Linked DNA regions of Mus musculus: regions 1, 2 and 4 are each linked to region 3. The links are chromatin contacts, called in public Hi-C and HiChIP or PLAC-seq maps. All regions are on one chromosome and are shown on one strand. Each heading gives the region's core, a stretch centred on a gene start, on an enhancer-like site or on the middle of the called end of the contact. The rest is flanking DNA. Distances are from core to core; before and after follow the strand shown.

Evidence for each region. A called contact is a pair of places that touch in the nucleus more often than the background predicts. HiChIP or PLAC-seq counts read pairs in DNA pulled down with a chosen protein or histone mark.
Region 1: a contact with region 3 is called in an H3K27ac HiChIP or PLAC-seq map of microglia, with 4 times the contacts expected there. The contact joins the enhancer-like site here to the promoter of Aqp11 in region 3. A contact is called at or near these places in 8 of 39 promoter capture datasets (the 3T3-L1 cell line, embryonic stem cells, hippocampal neurons and 3 more), 4 of 15 datasets of contacts at CTCF or cohesin (CD8 T cells, the NIH/3T3 cell line and embryonic stem cells), 11 of 484 Hi-C or Micro-C datasets (the C2C12 cell line, the HPC-7 cell line, bone marrow-derived macrophages and 4 more), 16 of 115 datasets of contacts at active chromatin or transcription factors (the HPC-7 cell line, the SCID.adh cell line, bone marrow-derived macrophages and 6 more) and 4 of 9 other capture datasets (adipose tissue, embryonic stem cells, liver and 1 more).
Region 2: a Hi-C map of bone marrow-derived macrophages shows a contact between it and region 3, with 21 read pairs. The contact joins the enhancer-like site here to the promoter of Aqp11 in region 3. A contact is called at or near these places in 3 of 39 promoter capture datasets (cranial neural crest, embryonic stem cells and maxillary cranial neural crest), 1 of 484 Hi-C or Micro-C datasets (bone marrow-derived macrophages), 9 of 115 datasets of contacts at active chromatin or transcription factors (the 230-238 cell line, the 3134 cell line, bone marrow-derived macrophages and 4 more) and 2 of 9 other capture datasets (adipose tissue and liver).
Region 4: a contact with region 3 is called in an H3K27ac HiChIP or PLAC-seq map of embryonic stem cells, with 5 read pairs. The contact joins the enhancer-like site here to the promoter of Aqp11 in region 3. A contact is called at or near these places in 4 of 39 promoter capture datasets (the C10 cell line, cranial neural crest, embryonic stem cells and 1 more), 1 of 484 Hi-C or Micro-C datasets (embryonic stem cells), 3 of 115 datasets of contacts at active chromatin or transcription factors (all in embryonic stem cells) and 4 of 9 other capture datasets (adipose tissue, embryonic stem cells, liver and 1 more).

What each region holds. Positions count from the first base shown.
Region 1 is chr7:97,887,078-97,890,139 of GRCm38.p6, forward strand. Pak1 (p21 (RAC1) activated kinase 1) reads left to right here. Exons shown (of 15, transcript NM_011035.2): 8 at 1,880-1,943. Among named protein-coding and RNA genes, the nearest start is that of Gdpd4, 31 kb to the right of the region's middle. Within about 2 kb of position 1,319, at least 2 of the 459 cell types and tissues checked have an H3K27ac peak or open chromatin away from gene starts, as enhancers often do. A contact at or near this core is called in microglia, where this site is marked.
Region 2 is chr7:97,943,055-97,946,001 of GRCm38.p6, forward strand. The region is part of intron 1 of Gdpd4 (glycerophosphodiester phosphodiesterase domain containing 4); the gene reads left to right. Among named protein-coding and RNA genes, the nearest start is that of Gdpd4, 25 kb to the left of the region's middle. Within about 2 kb of position 1,602, at least 5 of the 459 cell types and tissues checked have an H3K27ac peak or open chromatin away from gene starts, as enhancers often do. A contact at or near this core is called in bone marrow-derived macrophages, where this site is marked.
Region 3 is chr7:97,736,955-97,739,880 of GRCm38.p6, forward strand. Aqp11 (aquaporin 11) reads right to left here and starts at 1,293. Exons shown (of 3, transcript NM_175105.3): 1 at 415-1,293. The coding sequence starts at 1,033.
Region 4 is chr7:97,533,894-97,537,225 of GRCm38.p6, forward strand. Ints4 (integrator complex subunit 4) reads left to right here. Exons shown (of 23, transcript NM_027256.2): 20 at 478-637; 21 at 1,248-1,391. Among named protein-coding and RNA genes, the nearest start is that of Aamdc, 44 kb to the right of the region's middle. Within about 2 kb of position 1,863, at least 17 of the 459 cell types and tissues checked have an H3K27ac peak or open chromatin away from gene starts, as enhancers often do. A contact at or near this core is called in embryonic stem cells, where this site is marked.

The DNA.
Region 1 (3,062 bases), core at 69-2,568, 150 kb after region 3:
TCATGGTTGTAGAAAAAGACGGGAAGGGAGACCAATGTTTTATCATCCTGTTCTGTGTGACAAATGACAAGCAAGATAGTTTCTTGAATTTTTAAATTTTATTGTAGTTGCTCTCTGAAGATACTCAGGTAATCCTCATTTATGCAGTTAAGGTTTTTTTTTTAGACCCAAAGAATCTATATCCTGGTCCAGATCATAGAGCTGCAAAGTGGCACAGCTAAGGTTAGATCAAGATGTGTTTTGTAAAAAGAACATATTGCCTATTGCAGTAGGTATAGGTTGATTTTTTTATTTTCATTTTTCTTTGAGACAGGGTTTCTCTGTGTAGCCCTGGCTGTCCTGGAACTCACTCTGTAAACTAGGCTGGCCTCGAACTCAGAAATCCACCTGCCTCTGCCTCCCAAGTGCTGGGATTAAAGGTGTGCGCCACCACTGCCCAGCCTAGGTCGATTTTTATTTTCTATTTTATTTTATTTTATTTTATTTTATTTTATTTATGTATTTATGTATTTATGTATGTATGTATGTATGTATGTATGTATGTATGTATTTATTTATTGGCTTAGGAGACCATTGAAAAAGGATTTGATGTGACTGGCTTGATTAAGTTTGTATGCTCACATTGCTTTCTAAAGCTGAGGTTTGTGGTTCTTTAGTTTAGTGGTTTCCTATTTCTTGCTAATAATTCTTGTTTAACTTTTTTGTTTGTTTGTTTGTTTAATTTATTGTCTTTAAGAATTGTTTTTGTAGCCAGGCGTGGTGGCTCATGCCTTTAATCCCAGCACTCAGGAGGCAGAGGCAGGCGGATTTCTGAGTTCGAGGCCAGCCTGGCCTACAAAGTGAGTTCCAGGATAGCCAGAGCTATATACAGAAACCCTATCTCAAAAAAAACAAAAAAACAAAAACAAAAACAAAAAAACAAAAAGGAATTGTTTTTGCTAGGGCCCTCATATGAGGAAGTAAACCACTCTTAGGCATCTGTGTAATCACATGCACTCCTGTCCTCTAAACCAAATTTTTTCCCTAAATAGTAATACAATGCATTGTAAGAATATTCTGGCCTGGACAATTTCCTCTGTTCTTTGAGTCTCCTTTCCTCTTCATACCTTTTAAATAGTGATATTTACATTTGATTTGTTTTAAATTAAAGGATATAATAACATACGTGAGAAGTACCAAATCCTAGTGGTTGGGGTATCAGTGGAAAAGCTAGTAGGGCTGAGAGATTTAGAACTGGACTCTGGCACCAGTTGATAGATGAGTTTGGAGAAGTATCTTTCTTCTGTGGGTTTTAGTTCCCCGCCTCTAGAATACTGCTGTGAGACCTGTGGCCTCTCATGCTTCTCTGTTTTTTATTTAAAGTATCCCCTGCTTAAGAGCTCTCTTGGCTGACTTGTACTTACAATAAAAGTCAGCTCAGACAGTGCCTTTCTGAAGCCTTTCCGGTCTCTTCCCTATCCCGTCAGCACTCACTACAGCAATCACTGTATTTTTATAGCACCTTCCGTTTGCTTGTCTTTTCCATAGATTCAGCCTCTTGAGAGTAGTGACTGTCTTAATGTGCCTCATCTTTCTCTTTATCTGTAGCACTCAGCATATAGTCTGGTATGTAATAAATGAATAAATGTTAACGAATTAATTTAAAAATGATTAGCTCTTAGAAGTTTAGAAGTGGAATAAATTACTATTAAAAAGAACACAGTCAAGGATATAATACTTTTGGTTGGGATTTATTGGGGAAAAGTTAATTGCCTGGCTGGTATGCTTTTGGGGAACTGGACACAAAAATTTATCAACTTAGGGAGTTAAGAGGATCATGGGATCTTGTGTGTATCTTGAGCTGGAACAAAATGATTCATGGTCTCTGTTTCTTTCAAAGGGAGCATAGTGAGTGTGGGTGATCCTAAGAAGAAGTACACACGGTTCGAGAAGATTGGACAAGGGTTAGTAGCGGCATTCTGTTTCTTTGGAGAAATGTCTTAAAGTTGTATTTACTGACATGTATGAACTTGCTTGGTTTTGGTGGTGGTAGTTTTTGCCTCACCTATCTGGAAGTTTGATACTAGGATGACTTCCAAATTTTGCAGAATTATGCCTTATATGAGAAATGTACGATTACCTGGCCTTACTAAAGTACTCCTGCAGCAAGAGTAAACGAGTCACCTATTGTCTTAGCATAAAACCAGTTTTTCAAACTATAATTAGTTTTCTATATTAATCCTATCTGCCCAAGTATTGAGACCTATCATCACTAGTATGAAATTTAAGGTCCAGATCTATAGAGTGTGTAGTAGTGAGAAGGGATCTAATTTTCTAGCTTGGTGACAGATTTTGTGACTGTTACTCTTTAGTTTCATCTCCATAATGCATATGCTGTCTCGCACGATTGAACTCAGCAAATCTTAACTGAGTTCTTGTTGTGTGTTGAAGTGTGAATATGGATATGAATCAGACACAGTCTGCCCTCAAGGATCTCACATCAGCAGGAGATAGAAAGGCATATAAAGAATTATAGAAGTCAGCTTTTGTCTGGAAGGAGGAGGTCAGATGGGACAAAGAAAAGGGGAATAGAGAAATCGTGCAAGGAGCTTAGTGGTGAACATGAGTTGTATACAAATATTAAAATCAAACTGTAGGCTTATGATTTAATGCAAAATTTTAGGTAAGTTATACCTCTATATGAAAAGTAAAAATAATGAGATTTCTATGGAAATATGTCAAAAGACATGAAATGTCAAAGAAACTAAAAAAATTAAGTTTGGCTCATAATAGGTTCTAATTGGAACAAAGTGGTCTTTTTTGTTTGTTTGTTTGTTTTTTATTTATTGGAAAAGCATTTTTTTAATTAGGTATTTTCTTCATTTACATTTCCAGTGCTATCCCAAAAGTCCCCCATCCCCCCCCCCCACCCACCCACCCACTCCCACTTCTTGGCCCTGGCTTTCCCTTGTACTGAGGCATATAAAGTTTGCAAGTCCAATGGGCCTCTCTTTCCACTGATGGCCGACTAGGCCATCTTCTGATACATATGCAGCTAGAGTCAAGAGCTCCAGGGGTTACTG
Region 2 (2,947 bases), core at 352-2,851, 210 kb after region 3:
ATTTATAGTAGCCAGAAGCTGGAAACAAACCAGATGTCCCTCAGCAGGGGAGTGGATACAGAAAATGTGGTCCATTTACACAATGACTTCATGAAATTCACAGGCAAATGGATGGAACTTCAAAATATCATACTGAGTGAGGTAACTCAGTCACAAAAAACAAAAAGCAAAAAAACAAAAAGAAGAAAACCAAAAAAAAAAAAACCAAAACAAATAAACAAAAACACAACAACAGCAAAACCCCACTCACTGATAAGTGGGTATTAGCCCAAAAGTTCAGAATACCCAAGATTCAATTCACAGACCATATAAAGCCTAAGAAGAAGGAAGACCAAAGTGTGACTATTTCAGTACTTAGTAGAAGGGTGAACAAAATACTCACAAGAGGAAATATGGAGACAAAGTGTGGAACAGAGACTGAAGGAAAGGCTATCCAGAAACTGCCCCACCTGGGGATCCATCCCATATATAACTGCCAAGCTTGGATGCTATTGTGGATGCTGGGAGTGTTTGCTGATGGAAGCCTGATATGGCTGTCTCCTGAGAGGCTCTTCCAGAGCCTGGCAAATACAGAGAATGATGCTCACAGCCATCCATTGGGCTAAGCACGTGCGGGAGGTGGTGGTGGTGGTCCCAGATGGAGGAGTTGGAGAAGGGAGTGAAGGATCTGAGGGGATTTGGAGCCCCTTGGAGGGAGCAACAGTACTAACAGGCCAGATCCCCTGGAGCTCCCTGGGACTGGACCAACAACCAAAGAGTGCACATGGAGGAACCCTGGCTCTGGCCATGTATGTGGCAGAGGATGGTGTACTGGCTAGTTTTGTGTCAACTTGACACAGCTGGAGTTATCACAGAGAAAGGAGCTTCAGTTGAGGAAATGCTTCCATGAGATCCAACTGTAAGGCATTTCCTCAATTAGTGATCAAGGGGGAAAGGCCCCTTGTGGGTGGGACCATCTCTGGCCTGGTAGTCTTGGGTTCTATAAGAGAGCAGGCTGAGCAAGGCAGGAGTAGCAAGCCAGTAAGGAACATCCCTCCATGGCCTCTGCATCAGCTTCTGCTTCCTGACCTGCTTAAGTTCCAGTCCTGACTTCCTTGTTGATGGAAGTGTAAGCTGAATAAGCCCTTTCCTCCCCAACTTGCTTCTTGGTTATGGTGTTTGTGCAGGAATAGAAACCCTGACTAAGACAGATGGCTTTTTGGACATCAGTGGGCAGAGAAGCCCTTGGTCCTGTGGGGGTTCCATGACTCAGTGTAGGGGAATGCCAAGGCAGGAAGAAAGGAGTAGGTGTGTGGGGGTGGGTGAATACCCTAATAGAGGCAGGGGGAGGGGGAATGGAATAGGGGATTTCTGGAAGGGAGACCTGGAGAGGGGATAACAGTTGAAATGTAAATAAAGAAAATATCCAATAAAAGAAAATCTAAAACAACTAATTTTAAAATTAATTTTGTGTATTTAATTTTTTTCCTTTTTATCAATTTCTACCTGATCTTAATTATATCTTTCCATCTACTAACTTTGAGTTTGGCTTGTTTTTATTTGTTCAAGGCCCTACCTATGGTGCATCATTATTTACTTGAGACTGCTGAACTTTTAATTCGGCACTATTCACCACAAACTTCCCTTTTAGGACTGCTTTCATTATGACTTAGGTTTTGGTATGTTGTGCTTTCATTTTCATGCAAATCTCAGACTTTCACATTTTTCATCTTGATTTTTTTCAGTGACCCATTTATTATTCAATAGTATGTTTGGCAGTCTCCATAAAGTCTCTCTTTATATTGACTTCTAGCTTTGTTCCATAGAATTTTTTATTTCATAGAATACAAGAAATTGTTTCAATTTTCTTATATATTTTATGTTTTGATTTTTGTCTAGTGTCTATTTGGAGAATATTCTATAGGCTGCTGAGAAGAATGTGTTTAGATCTGCAGTTTAGTTGGAAAGTTAGGTCCATGATTTTATTTAACTCTGATGTTTCTATATTTTTTGGTCAACATTAACTCTAGATTTGTGAGAATAGTCTATTAAAGTCACCCTCTATTATTGCATTTGAGATTAATGTCTTTACATCCAGTAATATTTATTTTCTAAAATTGAGTTTAACTGTGATTGATGATTATCTGTTTAAAATTGTAGTGCTCTCTTAGTGGATTGTTCTCTTAATAATTATGAAGTGAAAATTTAATTTTTGCTGATTAATCTTGATTTCAAATATGTCTTGTCAAATATTAGGAGAGTGACAGTTGCTTGTTTCTTAGGAACACGTGTTTCCATTCTTTCACTCCAGCATTGATAGTGAGGTATGTTTCTTAAAGTCAACAAATAGGCTCTGTCTGTGGGACCAGGTGAGAACACCATCTTGTATCCTGGGTCTCAAAGAGACCAGTCTGCTCAGGAGATCACGCAGGCGGGAGAAGCTACACAGCTTCTGGAACAGGGTCCCTTTCCGGCCTTCATCTTAAGCCAGGAGGCAGAGCTGAGCTCCAGAACTCTGCACACTTGCCTGCAGAGAGTACTCTGACAACTGAGACTCAGGAGACAGGTGGACTCCCAGGAGTGCTGACAGAGGCTAACAGAATCACAGGAGGAACAAGCACCAGCCAGAGACAGCTATAACAACTAAGGACAGAGATTACCAGATGGCAAAAGGCAAACGTAACAATCTTACTAACAGAAACCAAGACTGCTCACCATCATCAGAACTCAGCACTTCCACCACAGCGAGTCCTGGATACCCCAACACACCTGAATAGCAAGATTCGGATTTAAAATATCTCATGATGTTGGTAGAGGATTTTAAGAAGGACATTAATAACTCACTTAAAGAAATACAGGAGAACATGACTAAACAGGTAGAAGGCCTTAAAGAGGAAGCACAAAAATCCTGTAAAGAATTACAGAAAAACACTGCTAAACAGGTAAAAGTCCTTAAAGAAGAAACACA
Region 3 (2,926 bases), core at 43-2,542:
TCTCCTCGCGGTCAACTACTGACCTATCGTGCACTTTAAGCTCGAAGGAACTTTTTGACCGGATCGTTTCTCAGTAAGAGTGTCAGAAGCAATCTATACCACCTTGGCATGAGAGCCGTAACTGATAAGCTGCCTTTCTAACATTAAAACAATCCCTTTGTGGGCTATTTAAGCCTTTGGCAGTAATCTGCCACGATCTTAGTTTCGGCACCGGAGTGTCTGCTTTCTCTGGGTGTTCAAAACAGCAATGAATGAAGATCTGTATGTTGGCTCCAACTGCTAGGCTGCAAGGTGGTTAGAATAATAAGTGGCCCAGGGTAGGGTGCAGGGGGTGCTCAAATGTATCGGTAAAGAACTTAGAACCTCTGGTCATAGAGGCTCCGGACTGCCAAGTGTTTGGTAGGAATAACAAACCTGCATAGGCCAAAAAGGTGATGAGTGCAGCCAGCAGGTGGATGCGAAGCTTGGTTCGGACCTCCTGGAAGTGCAGTAGAGCGCTGTGGAAAATAAAGGAGCAGATGGCCTCTATGATGATCGCTTTGGACATGTCGGTGTGGATGGGATTCCTGCAAGCTAAGATCCTTTCGTCGTAATGGTACTTGGTCAGACTCAGGCTCCACAGGGCGCTTATGCAGTACCTGCTGCACAGGGCGCTAACCAGCTGAGCCAACAACCTCACGGCACCCATTTCGGGGGACATACCCCCCAGAATCATCTGCATCATCACGCCGCACGGGTTGCTAGCTGTGCCCACCAGGGTCAGGCCATGCACCAAGGAAAAGAAGTAGATCAGTGTCAGAGTCCAGGTGGGGTGCGCAGAGTCCTGCTCGCTCAGCACTTGGAGCTCGTGGGTGCAGCAGCAGAGCTGGAAGGTAGCTAGAAACTCCAGGACGAAGGCGTGGACCACGGGCCTGTGTAGCTGTTGCCGGGCGATCACGCGGGCCAGCCCCACGAACAGCACGAACAGCAGCATTAGCCCCAGCGAGATGCAGGTGTCCTGCACCTCGGGCCGGAGCCCCAGTAGCGCGGACATGGCTCCCTCACCGCTGGGGATGGCTGAGGGCGGCAGGGACAGAGGAGCGTCGGGGGCTGGAGTCCGAAGTCCGCCGCCCCGCCCTCCCACGCCCCTCAGGGGCGGGCCGAGTGGAGAGCCCGGGTTCCGCGCTGGAGGGCTCCTCCCCTCCCCGGCTGCGCTGTGCAGATGTGACCTGAGCCGGGGAGGGGGGGAGGGCGGGGGAAAGGAGGCGGCGAGGGAGCTGTCCCTGGGCACTGGCGGAGGGGACAACGGTCTGTAGAGCCCCACGCGCACCCGCCTTCCGCCGCCTCCCTCAGCACAGGGCCAGGGCCCCGAGACCACTGCGCACGCGCGTGGCGCCCGAGCTCTGGGCTCTCAGCGCCGGACCCCGAGCCTAAGACCGCACCACGCTGGTGCTAGAGCATGTGGCGATCGGAGCGTGGCTTGGGAACTCTGCCTTGATCTTTGCACACTCCGGAAACTGTACTCCACGGAGCCCCAGAGGTCATCTTTGCAGCCACCCCGTTTTTACTAATGGAGAGACTGAGGTTGAGGAGCGAGGAGGTGACCCTCAGGGAAGGAGCTGTGGTCAACTGGGAGTGGGCGTGAGAACCGAGGTTTGACTGGTTTGACAAGGTGTTAGAGCTTTGGTTTTCTTCACCCACACTCGAACTTTTTTCGTAAGTGTGGGGGAAAATATATATATCCATTTATGTGTAAAATTGACGTTAATTATATTCACACTTTATCTAGCTATCGCCACTATTTCCAAACTTTGGATGTTGTGTTTTATTTTTTATCGAATGCATTTGCTTAATTATCTAATTGTCTTATTTATGTTTATATATGTGCATACACACACACACACACACATATATATATATGTATGTATATACATACATACATACATACATACATACATACATACGGGGGTCGCTGTGCCCAATCTCATGTGTTCCACAAGGTGGGTCCCAGGGATCAAACTCAAGTCCTCAATTGGGCACCTTTACCTGCTGGAAGCACCTTGCCTGCAGGTGGTGGTTTAGGCATGAAGTCCTCAAAGTTTATAATGTTTATGTTATCTTCATCATGAGATATTAAAATACTAAGAAAACATTGTTTGCTTGTTCTCATTGGCATCCAGTGTGGGAAGGAAACCCTTGGATTGGTTGGCTTCCCAGAATCCTGGGACAACCTGAGGCAGGATGGAAAGAAGGGAGTTTGAGGGGCCATGGAAAGGAAGCTAGCCTGGAGCTGAAGTCTTGCACCAGCTGAGAGTCAAGTATTCCAGCACAGTTAACATCTATTGTGAAGTTTGCCTTATAGATATCCCAAATAAGAATATTAAAATAGGTGCTGGTGAGATGGCTCAGCGGTTAAGAACACTGACTGCTTTTCCGGAGGTCGTGAGTTCAAATCCCAGCAACCACATGGTGGCTCACAACCATCCTTAATGAAAAACAAATAAAAAACCTATGGTCCAGTGCGAGCGGGGCCGGAGCAAAAGGGAAGGGGGGAAAAAGGGAATATTAAAATAGTTCTGGAAGTCACTTTCTGAGGCGACCTTCCTCCTAGATGGTCTTTGTGACTTCCAACCATGGCATACCAGGGCCAGGGCCACAGAAGGTGTGGAGGGTGATGGTGCAGTCCGCCAACCTCAAGTTCAGATACTTGCCAGGCAGATTCCGGTGTGGCTGTGTGAGCAAGTGAATATTGGGAAAGAGGGATAGATGGCTGCATTATTGGCATTGAGGAGTACTTGAACCTCGTATTAGATGATGCAGACAAGATTCACCGTAAAACAAGAAAACAGCCGGGCTGGATCATGCTGAAAGATTTCTGAGTTTGAGGCCAGCCTGGTCTACAGAGTGACCTTCAGGACAGCCAGGGCTACACCGAGAAACCCTGTCT
Region 4 (3,332 bases), core at 613-3,112, 200 kb before region 3:
TGTGTGTGTGTATCTGTGTGTGTATGTGTGTACACATGCGTGTGCACGTGAGCACGCATGCACATGTTTGTGTGTGCCAGATGCTGATCTAGTAGTGTTTTCATCTTTCCACCTTACTTACTGAAACAGGTGCTCACTATCCTGGAGTTGGCCAGTGAGCCCAAGACCTTCTTACCTCTGCCTCCCGAGTGCTGGGATGCAGGCTCCTGCTGCTGCTCCTGGCTCTTGTCAGAGTCTGGGGGTTGGATTCAGGTCTTCATGCCTCCAGGCATGGGACTTATTAATGAAGCTATCTGTCTAACCCAGCAGTCTGGTTCTCCTGCTGATCATGTGGCTATGGCATCCTGTCCCTGTCGATTTCAGGCATGACCTTCAAAGTCTCCCCCTGTCAGGACTCTTCCTGCTTCAGGGCTTGGCAGAGTATGGGCTTAGCCTGTGCTGAGTGTGTGGACGGTCAGTTGCTTTGTGTTCATGCAGGTGTTTCATTGCGGATTTGCCCCACCTTCAAGATAGCTTTGTGGACAAACTCCTTGATCTTATGCCCCGACTCATGGCATCTAAACCTGTTGAAGTGATCAAAATTCTGCAGACAATGCTGCGGCAGAGCACCTTCTTACATCTTCCGCTTCCAGAGCAGGTCAGAGTCCGTGTGCCCCTCTGCAAAATCTGTCCAGATTCTTTTTTTTTTTTTAAAAGATTTCTTTATTTTATGTTTGTGAGTACACTGTAGCTGTACAGATGGTTGTGAGCCTTCATGTGGTTGTTGGGAATTGAAATTTAGGACCTCTGCCTCGCTCCAGTCAGCCTTGCTCAATCAGTACCTGCTCACTCCGGCCCAAAGATTGATTATTATTATAAATAAGTACACTGTAGCCATCTTCAGGCATACCGGAAAAGGGTGTCATCTCATTATGGGTGGTTGTGAGCCACCATGTGGTGACTGGGATTTGAACTCAGAACCTTCAGAAGAGCAGTCAGTACTCTTACCCGCTGAACCATCTCTCCAGCCCCTATCCAGATTCTTAAAACCATTTACGTTAGTGAGCTTCTTTGATCAGGGTAGCAAGTGAGCTAGGTCTTCCTCCGATTGTTTTTAATTACATGTATTAATGGGTGGGGCACAGCACATGCGTGGCTCCCTGACCCCTAAGGGTCAAACTCTGGTTATCAGCCTGGGTAGCGGGGGGCCTCTGCTGCTGAGCTCGCTCACCAGCCTAAGAATGAGCATATTTTCTTGTTGCTTTCAGATACACAAAGCCTCAGCCACCATTATTGAGCCGGCAGGAGAGTCAGACAATCCTTTGCGGTTTACATCTGGGTTGGTGGTAGCCTTGGATGTGGATGCAACCCTGGAACATGTGCAAGACCCCCAGAACACTGTCAAGGTTCAGGTGTGTGAGGTTTGGGCTCCTGTAAGGTGTTCACACTGACATTGTTACTAAGTGACAGGTCCCTCTCTGTTTGTATAATGTAGACTTTAGATCTAATCCTTTTTACACACACACAAATTGAATTCATCAAAATGTAATGAACAAGTTCTATTTGTTAATCAGGTGGCAAACAAAATTCATAGATGGGCAGAAATGATTATTAGGATGCATTTTTCCAAGATTAGATAGATGATAAGCTATCCTCACATGAGAGATGCGATGAAGACTGCAAGTGAGCCCTGCGATTCCAGCCACCCCTCTCTCTTTCCTACCATCCATTCATGCATTGTGTGCTTTCTTTAGTGTACACACTAAGTGCTGGAGCTGTGGGGAGGCTATGAAGGTCAGTGCTTCAGCACACAGTTAGGCACACTGTAGGTCAAAGACAGGAAGGCTCTGTGGAGGTCCCAGCAGGTGGTACAGCCTGAAACAATGTACAAGAGCAAAAGGGAATTGCGGAAGGAGGTACTTTGAGAACTTTGAGGAGGTAGGAATGAGGAAAGGATTGTGAGTGCTGGCAGGACAAGTAATCAGATGTGAGATGACGCCTGCAGCAGGCCCAGCAGGCTTCCGGGAGGAGAGGGTAAGAGCAAGTTATTCATCAGATGTCATTGTCCTGGAAGCTTCTAGCCTCCCTGCAATCTCGGCTAGACCTAGAGTGTTTTCACCCTCTGAGACTTAGTGCTGAATAAACTCACCTTTCCTTGTTCTTTCTGAACTCTGGCTGGCTAGTTCAGCTCAGCTGTAATGGCTCAAAACTCTCCACACTAACTGACTCATTTCTCTCTTGGCCTCTGACTGAACTGCTCTGCTTGGCCTCAGACTCTAGCAGTCTGTTGTAATCTTCTGGCTCCTCCTCTTTCTCTGGCTTGTCTGTCTTCCCCTGTGTCTAGCTTGTTCTCTCTCTGCAGCTGTCTCTGTAAAGGTCTCCTGGTAAGTCTGCCTCTTTGCTCTCCCTCTGCACTGCTCGCTCCTGTGTTGCCTGTTTTCTCTCTGTTCTCCTGAGAGTTGGGCACATCCTATTCTGTCACACCATTCTCTGATTTGTCACTTTGTCTGCCTCTCAATCAGACATCACTTCAAACGCGGTGCTTCCTCTACAAACTAACTTGACCTTCATTTCTTGGGATTCAGTGTGTGTACTAAGGGCACGTCTGTATTCCAGCCAGAGGGCTTAAAGGTGTGTGCTAAGACTGAGCCACACCACAATTAGAAATAAGTAATTTCAGTAAATAACACAATCTCAGGTTCACAGTGTGATCAAATATCCTGCAATGGGTGTGGGTACGTCACAGATCATACCCACAGAACTTCTGAGCGAGTAGAAAGCTGTAACTGCAGTGCTTCTTTGTGTTTTAAGGTTAGCCACCCTAGCTGTACTTGTAGTTGCTTAGAAACTGATGACCAGTCCTCATCCGGCCTATACCAGTTAAGTCAGAATCCTGAGACTGAGCTCAGAGGTCTTAGTCTGATGGACACTTGTTTTGTTGTGTAAACAATCGCAGGTGGATTTACAGGTCATCTGCTAAACTATCCCGAAAAGAATTTACTCTAAAACATCTCTACTGCCTTCCAGGCAAACACTTGCCTGCATGGGGTGTAATGGGGATGCTTTCTGCCCTGTCATGAGACATCTGTAGCACTTTCAAAGTCCAGCTTCCTTACTCGGAACATCAGACAGAGGTGAAAACCTGCAACTGTCAGCGTGCCTTAGAGACTTCATGGAGGCTTTATTCTCCCTTAAAATTATGGATTTTCTTTGGTTTTTTTTTTTGTGTGTGTGTGTTTTTGCATTTTTTTAAAGTTTGTTTTAGCTTTTAATGGGTTCAGACAGAGGCTTTCTCTATTGCCCTGACTTCCCTGGAACTTTCTATGTAGCTCAGCCTGGCTTGGCCTGACCTG